Linked DNA regions of Mus musculus: region 1 is linked to region 2. A link is a contact called in public Micro-C data. All regions are on one chromosome and are shown on one strand. The core of a region is the stretch at or near the end of the contact, and the rest is flanking DNA. Distances in the headings are between cores, read along the strand shown. Region 1 has its middle 19 kb from the start of 1700109G15Rik. Region 2 has its middle 43 kb from the start of Lhx1os.

Region 1 (3,619 bases), core at 99-2,598, 130 kb before region 2:
ATCTCACTTACTGATGTCAACTAGAAGCTGGAGGGCTGAAGTCTCGGTTTTCAGTAGGGAGTCCTGCCCTTGCCCCTGACCCTAGGGCATGATCCTCCCGCCCTGGAAGCTTGCAGTCTGCTAGGAAATAAAAGCTGTGCTCCTTTCATAAGACTTGAACCCTGCTCTCAGGAGAAGAAGGAACAAGCAGGAGGGGAGGGAAGAGGAAAAGTGCCACCAGGCCTTGATAAAACATATCCTAGGAAAGAGGCTTCCTATGGGCAGACAACTGCCACCTCCCAGGAACAGGAACAAAACCCTGACCCCAGTGGCTACACCTTTAACCCTTAGATGGGCCAAATGGGCTCTGGACTGTGTGTGTTCCCTACTGGGCTGGTAAGGGGGATACTATTAAGATCTCAGAGGTCAAGAGACTAAACCAGCAGCAAAGTTGGTGTCAGCCCTTCTCTCTCTCTCTCTCTCTCTCTCTCTCTCTCTCTCTCTCTCGACCCCCCCTCCCCATCACACCCCCCACCCCCCAGCCTCCAGCCCCATCCTCTTCTCAACCCACACCTCCTCCCTTTTCCATTTGGAAGGAGGCTTGCCGCCTTTGTATTTTAACTGTAGCAAAAAGATTAAATTGTTTACGAGCCGGGAGCTTCGGCTGGCTGGATGAGCCGGAAGAGACAAAGATAGACATTCTAATTCTCCCCTGTTCTCTGGGCCTCCGTCCCCCTGGCTGCTGCTAATTCTTTTATCTGCCCCCAACACTCCAGGCATTATGTGCATTCATAAAAAAAGGTGGGGGGGTGGGACGGAGAGAGCCCTCGCCGAAGCCAGCAAAATTACTGTTCTCTGCGCAGCTTCTCCGATAGCAATCTCTTGAATGCTTGATTACTTCGCCCCCTCTCCTGTGCCCCCTCCCCCCTTCCCCAGCACCCAACATAAGTTGGTCTTTAACCCTTTATCTTTAGCAAGCAGAAAGACACGGAAAACATCTCACTCAGTGGGTGGAAAAAAAAGCGTTGGGGGGGGTGCTTTGTGGATGGGGGAAAAAACTAGCACAGAGAAGAATTACTGTTATCTTCCCACCAGAAGAGGGACAGCAGAGATAAGGGAAGCCTGAAGAATTAAAAGAAACGTAGCGTTGGGGGCTCTAAATTCACGCCGAAGCTGGTTGTATTTGTCTGTCACAGGGGTTCATAATTTTCCGGGGTTGTTTTGATAGACTTATTGTGCGGACTGCATAGAAAACTCATCAGCATTTGTTGCCTGTGAGCATTATTGTCAGAGGTAACTGCGTGTCTATAGACTGGGGGAGATAATGGCTGAAGTCGAAAGCAGATAAAGCCGGGCTCTTCTCATTAAGGACTATCTCGGCCTCCGCAGACCGGCTGGGATTGAGTGACTGGGGCCTGGTGCGGGGCATACATTATGCCCGTCGAAGCAGGAGCAGAAGGCAGCCTCATTCCACCGGCAGCCTGCTGCACGGTGGCCCCTGATGAATGGCCCGACAAGGGCTGTGTGGTCAGGGCACCCTGGCTAGGCTTTTGGAAGGAGCCTGCAGTGTGTTCATCGCGAGGGTGGGAGCAGGGGCTTCCCTTCTGTTTGCTGAGCACCAGGGTTTTGTGGCAGAGCCACGTCAGGAAGTGGTGACAATGCGGGTAGGCTTTTGGATCCATTCTGACATTGTTACAGATGAGGAAAATTGAGGTCTGAAGAAAGGATTGCTATACCCACTAAGGGAGGTCAGAGTGGGGTCCTGGGACCCTGGGGTCTTCAGAAGGGTACTTCAGACGTGTCCTACTGGAGTTGCTGAGAGATGCTAGCATATCGTATTCTGGGACAAGGTCCATGTAGGGGTGTAAGAGGGATCACACCTGGGACCCATGTGTCCTGCCTCTCTCCCTTCCTTTAGCATTCTTCAAAAACTTTGTATAACTCTTATTTATTTGTGTGTGTACACACATGAGCATGTATGTATGTGTCTGCATGTGTGTGTATACATGTATGTGCACATGTCATACAACATCCATGTGAGAGAACAGATGCCAACTTATTGTTTTTGTTTGTTTTTGCCTAGAGTGGGGGCAGTATGTGAGGAGGGCTGACACAGGGTTTTACAATGTCGCTGGGATTGTCATTTAATTTCCTATGTAACACTTGTCGGCCTCAAGCTTCAGATCCTGCCAGCTCCCTGACTGCTAGGATGACTGGTGTGGACCTTGGTCCTCAGTCACCATTTCTTTGAGTATCCATGAAGAGTCAGACTCTCTGGACCACTATGATCACACAAGTGAGAACTAGGTGCAGACCATCTGGCCATCTTCCTCTCTCTGTTGCCCAGGGTACCCCCTCCTCTGTCCTACTTCCCACCCACCCTAAATGAAGCCAGCCAAAGGAAGTGGGTAAACAGAGGCAGAGAGGCTCACTGCATTCCAAAGACAGGGACCAAGCCACTGAGTAGAAGAAGGGTCAGACTTTGGGCTCTAGGTAGCTTGGGGAGACGGCCTTCTTTGGCCCTCTGTGAAGTAGGGCTGATACTCTGGTATATAGAGAGGCTACAAAACCTCATAAGATGGCGTCCCTAGGAATTTTGTGAGCACAGGGTCTGCACTAAGAACTCAGCATCCCTACCACCCTCTAGACAGTGACTGTTCCATGGGGCCTTGTAGGTCCAGCATTCCCTTGTTCATCTAACTCAGTGGTCCTGAACCTTCCTGATGCTGTGACTGACCCCTTTAATACAGCAGTTCCTCATGTTATGGTGACCCCCCCCACGGCAAAATTATTTTCATTTCTACTTCAGAACTGTAATTTTGCTACTGTGATGAATTGTAACATAAATAATTTTGGAGATAAAGGTTTGCCAACAGGGTTGCGGCCCACAGGTTGTGAAACTGCTGACCTAATTCAAGGCGGGGGGCTCCAGGGAATGGTATCTAAGTTATAAATGGAGGTTTTAGTTTGGACTTTACTCCTACAGGGTGAAAACCTTGGCACTGCTGGGACACCCTCTCGGTTGCCTTGCAAGAAACTGAGGCCCCAGGAAGGAGCCTGCCCAGGTCCAGAGGGACTTTAAAAAGCTGTCGCTGGGCGTGGTGGCACACACCTTTAATCCCAGCACTCGGGAGGCAGAGGCAGGCGGATTTCTGAGTTCGAGGCCAGCCTGGTCTACAAAGTGAGCTCCAGGACAGCCAGGGCTATACAGAGAAACCCTGTCTCGAAAAAACAAAAAAACAAAACAAACAAACAAACAAAAAAGCTGTCTACCCAGTGGCAAGGAGGTGCCTTCCTTCCCAGCACTCTGCCTTCTGGCTGCTGTGGCCTAGGAGGCTGCCAGGCAGAAGAGCGCACTGGTGCATGCAGCATAGGGGACATAGAGGTCCCCAAGCCCTGCCACTGGGCTAGGAGGCCCTGAGCTCATAGCTGAGGCCATTCCGGTCTACAGCTCTCTCAAAAATGCCTTGGTAAACCTAGGCAGTGAGGGCACTTTTAGCCAGTGACCGATCTCCACCATTTTGGTTGATGGAAGTGTCCCCAGCATGGAGACTTACTGATGGGGAGGATGGGGCGGAAGAGCACCCCGGGGCATATTAGGGACTATAGAGGGTCTCCCTGGGGGTCACTGGCAAGGAGG
Region 2 (3,875 bases), core at 50-2,549:
TCTCTCTAAACCTTCCTTTTCTATTACTCCTCAAATGGAGCTTAGAATTATATGAAGACCCCTGTTGCTTTCCAGGGTTAGAGAAGGGAGTTGGAGGGTGAGCTGGGAGGGAAACCTCCAGCCTCAGCTGCCCTGGGGGCTTAAGAGGAGGGTGTGATTTTTCTCTTGCTTAGACAAAGGCTGAGGCTGAGGCATCTGTCAGCCCACTCTTGTGTCTCACAGCTGCTCTGACAGTCAGACCCAAGGCAGGTGCCAGTTTGGAGAGGGAGGGGAAACCGGGTCCGAGTGCTCACTCCGATCCCCCCCCCACGCCCCACCGCACCCTTCCCACGCATGCGCATGCGTATGCACGAGATGCCTCCTGTTGCCCGGCCCAGTCTCAGTAAGCTTTCCCTGTATTATCGGGATACCTCCCACCTCAACAAACATGACCCACTGCCCCTCCCCATGTACTTGTCCCTCCAAGCCCTGCTGCCAAGCACCCTTGGACACCTTTACACAGCCAAGCGTTAGCTAGGAGGGGAGGGGTTGTCGTCAGTGTAGGGGGCCTTTGTGCCTGATGAGCTTCAGAGCTCCATGTCTCGCTCAGAGCTTCTCTTCCTGGGGCCAAGCGCTCAGACTAACACACAGGCATGTTCCCGTACATTTCTGCCTCCATGCTCAACGTATGCATACACCTCCTGGAGAGCCTCATGACAGGTTAGATGTATTTCCACGCAGAACAGTTAGAACTCTGCACTCACCATTCCTTCCAAACATATGTATCGATGTATATCTTTATTTAACTCTTATTAAACACCCCGTTCCCCTACTAAAAGGAGCGGTTTTTACTGCTGAGACTTCTCCATTTAGACGAGTCATTATAAAAAATCTACTACTGACCACATATTTTAGAGTTAATTCTATAAGCAGGAGAATATAGTCGAGAGAGTTGGGGGTGGGGCTCTGGTGGGCTTCCCCATTAGCAAGATGACGCAGGAGGAAAAAGAATAGTTCTGGGAAAGATGCTCAGTGGAGGGGGAAATGTATAAATTTCATACAAAGATGCTTCTAGGCCCCTCCCTGGTGCAGTCCGCTTGACCTCCTCCCCACTCCCAATCTCCCAGATGCCTCCTTCTTTTGCTCCCTGCCTGTCCCAGGCCTCCCCCGTCCCTGCAACACCCCCCCAGCCCTCCCCAGGGCCCCCTCCTCAGATGCAATCCCCCTGCTGTAATTTCTAGGGGAATTGCTTCATCTCGGGTGCAGATATATTTGTGTCAAGGTGCAGCTGCACAGATAGCCTTCCTCTATGCATAGTAAGAGGGTTGCGGAGAGAGAGGTTGTGCCCAGAGCAAGCCCTTATCAGAGCAAGCTGCCTGCCATTTATCTGATTCCCCATCAAATAGGAAAACGGGCCTCAGGCTGCTGCTTCCACTTTCCTTGGGAAAGCCATGGGGGGAATAATAATTTACTCCAATCTTTTTGTTTCCAGCGCTCACCTTCAGCCTGACACAGCCCTGGATTTCTCCACCCCGCCCCCCTTGCTCCCAGCTACACTGGCCTAAGGGTACTGAGTTGATCTGTAGCCCCTAGGGCTCCACCTCAGGGACAACACCCCCACCCCCCAGAAATGCCCTTGCTGGTTGAATGGACCTGCATAATGGATTGGCACAGGCTGGAGAAGATAGCCTTTGGCATCAGGGATAGTAGAAATGGAGGAGGGGGAGCAGGGACCCAGGGGGGAGTCGGGGGCGTTGGGCCTGGCTGCAGGGGGCCTGGTTTTCTTCCCAGCCCCCACGTGTGCATCAGATCCCCCATGAACACACACACACACACACACACACACACACACACACACACACACACACATACACACACACACACACACACACACACACACACACACACGTTTGTCAGACTTGACCCTGTGTGTCTCCTTGTATGTGGACTCATCGGCACCTTTATCTATGGATGTCTGTCCATCTGTCTGTCTATCTGCGTCTGGAATGAAGATGAATGAAGCACAGGAGTGCTTTCTGTTTGATGTCACAGACTTGGACCTCCCATCTCAGTTCACAGTCCCAACAGCCAAGAACAAGCTCAAGACAAGATGACAGGGACTAGAGGGAGGGAGCAGTGGGTGAGGGAGCCGTCCCACCCAGATGGGCCTGGCTGCCGGTTGGTGTCTTGCTTCAGTCTCCCTGGCAGCCCATCTGGTACAGGAGCTGCAAGAGGTGGGCCATTGGGAGGGAGCTGATCCCTGCAGGCTCGCTGTAAATCACAGTTATGTGGCCTGGGGGCAAGGGGTAGGCAGGGGGCAGGGGGCAGGGAACAGCCCCTGCTGTACACACACACAGGGTAAGGCACAGAGGCCAGGGTCAGGTGCCGCTGTAAATCGTCACCTAAATGTTTCCAAGCAAAGGCTAATCAGGAGAAAGTGACAGAACACACCCAGGCTCAGCCTGGCTCCCGTAGGCACACAGCTATGCAAGTACATGCGTGCCCACAAATGCAAAAACATGCAGGGGCATGATTTGCATATAGAGCTGTTTGTACAAGGGTGCCACACCCATACCTGGGTGCTCAAAGTCACACATGATTCGTACACACAGATTCCCAGAGCCTTTTACCTCTCATGTTCCTTTAAACCCAGGGCACAAAGATCTACCAAATGAACCTCAGTGTCTGCATATGTTCACAGGCAGGTAGGCAAATGTCGAACGGACAGAAGGAAAAAGCCCCCACCTGCTGTGTTCCTAAAGATACAGGCATGCCCAGTGGAACTCTTCCCTCGACAGTCCTGAGTCCAGTACCTGTGTTCACCTTGGAGCCTTCATTCCGTGGAACAGCTATTTTCAGAAGCGAAGTGTTTGATCTCTCCCTGCATCCCCGCTGAAGCTCATTTGTTTGTTCATTTGTCCACCCTCAGGAACCACCCTGTGTCAGGCACTGAGTTAGACAGGATGCTCCATCCAAATCTGATAGGGAGCATGGTTGCTCACAGCCATAACCCCAGCATTTGAGAGACTGAGACAGAAGGATCACTGGTTCAAAGTTGGTCTGGACCATATAATAAAGCAAAACAAAAAGAAGAGTAGAGATATCTCTCAGAGTCCTAGCGAAGTATGCCAAAGCCCTGGGTTTGATCCTCCAACATAGCTCAAAACTGGCCATGGTGGCACATGCCTGAAGTCTCAACACTAAGAAATAGGGGGCGAAGGGTCAGGAGTTTGAAGTCATCATTGGCTACTCGGAGAATTCAAGGACAGCCTGAGATACAAGAAACAGTTTCCAAAGCTAAACAGAGACACAAAATCTAGCAGAGAAAAGAGACAAGAGAGTAGATGGTGGGAATTGTACAGGAGAGGCACGTCCAGGGAGGTAGGAACACAAGAAGACTTTCTGGGACAGCCAGTTAAGCCAAGGTCTAAGGGTGAGTGGGAGCCGGTTAGGTAGAGTGGTTGGAGAGAGAGAAGAAATGCTGGGTCCTAGCAGTTAAGGTCTATGGAGCAGCAGATGCTGGGGCTAGCTCACAGGTGCTTAGCTGCTTGATGTGCCAACCGTGTGACTGCTCTTCTTTACCTGAACCCCACGGGAGGCCCTCAGCTTGGCTTTCTGGAGGTTTCCCTGGCATGCTCTCTCCTCACTTTCCACACAATGCAGATGCTTGGTCAAGGGAAGACCTAGGCTTTCCAGCAGAGGCCATTGCCAAGTTGTGAGCAGAATGAAGGGCCCACAGAGAGCGGGGAGGAGGGTCCCTTTCCCAGCCCTCCCTTTTCAGGCCTTCCAGGAACTCATTAGGATCCTCTAAATGTCACTGTGAGACATTTAGAACAGGCTCAACGGAGCTGGGTGAGTCTCGTGGGGCCCTCATTGGACTGGCATAGTCAAAAGAG

What was found. Hi-C and Micro-C count contacts between places; a contact is called where the count stands out from the background.
Region 1: a Micro-C map of the G1E-ER4 cell line shows a contact between it and region 2. The contact joins two enhancer-like sites. A contact is called at or near these places in 3 of 484 Hi-C or Micro-C datasets (the G1E-ER4 cell line and pancreatic cancer cells), 7 of 115 datasets of contacts at active chromatin or transcription factors (differentiating embryonic stem cells, embryonic basal ganglia, embryonic forebrain and 1 more) and 1 of 9 other capture datasets (liver).

Annotation. Positions count from the first base shown.
Region 1 is chr11:84,699,205-84,702,823 of GRCm38.p6, reverse strand. No RefSeq gene overlaps it. Among named protein-coding and RNA genes, the nearest start is that of 1700109G15Rik, 19 kb to the left of the region's middle. Within about 2 kb of position 1,348, at least 23 of the 459 cell types and tissues checked have an H3K27ac peak or open chromatin away from gene starts, as enhancers often do. A contact at or near this core is called in the G1E-ER4 cell line, where this site is marked.
Region 2 is chr11:84,567,030-84,570,904 of GRCm38.p6, reverse strand. No RefSeq gene overlaps it. Among named protein-coding and RNA genes, the nearest start is that of Lhx1os, 43 kb to the right of the region's middle. Within about 2 kb of position 1,299, at least 13 of the 459 cell types and tissues checked have an H3K27ac peak or open chromatin away from gene starts, as enhancers often do. A contact at or near this core is called in the G1E-ER4 cell line, where this site is marked.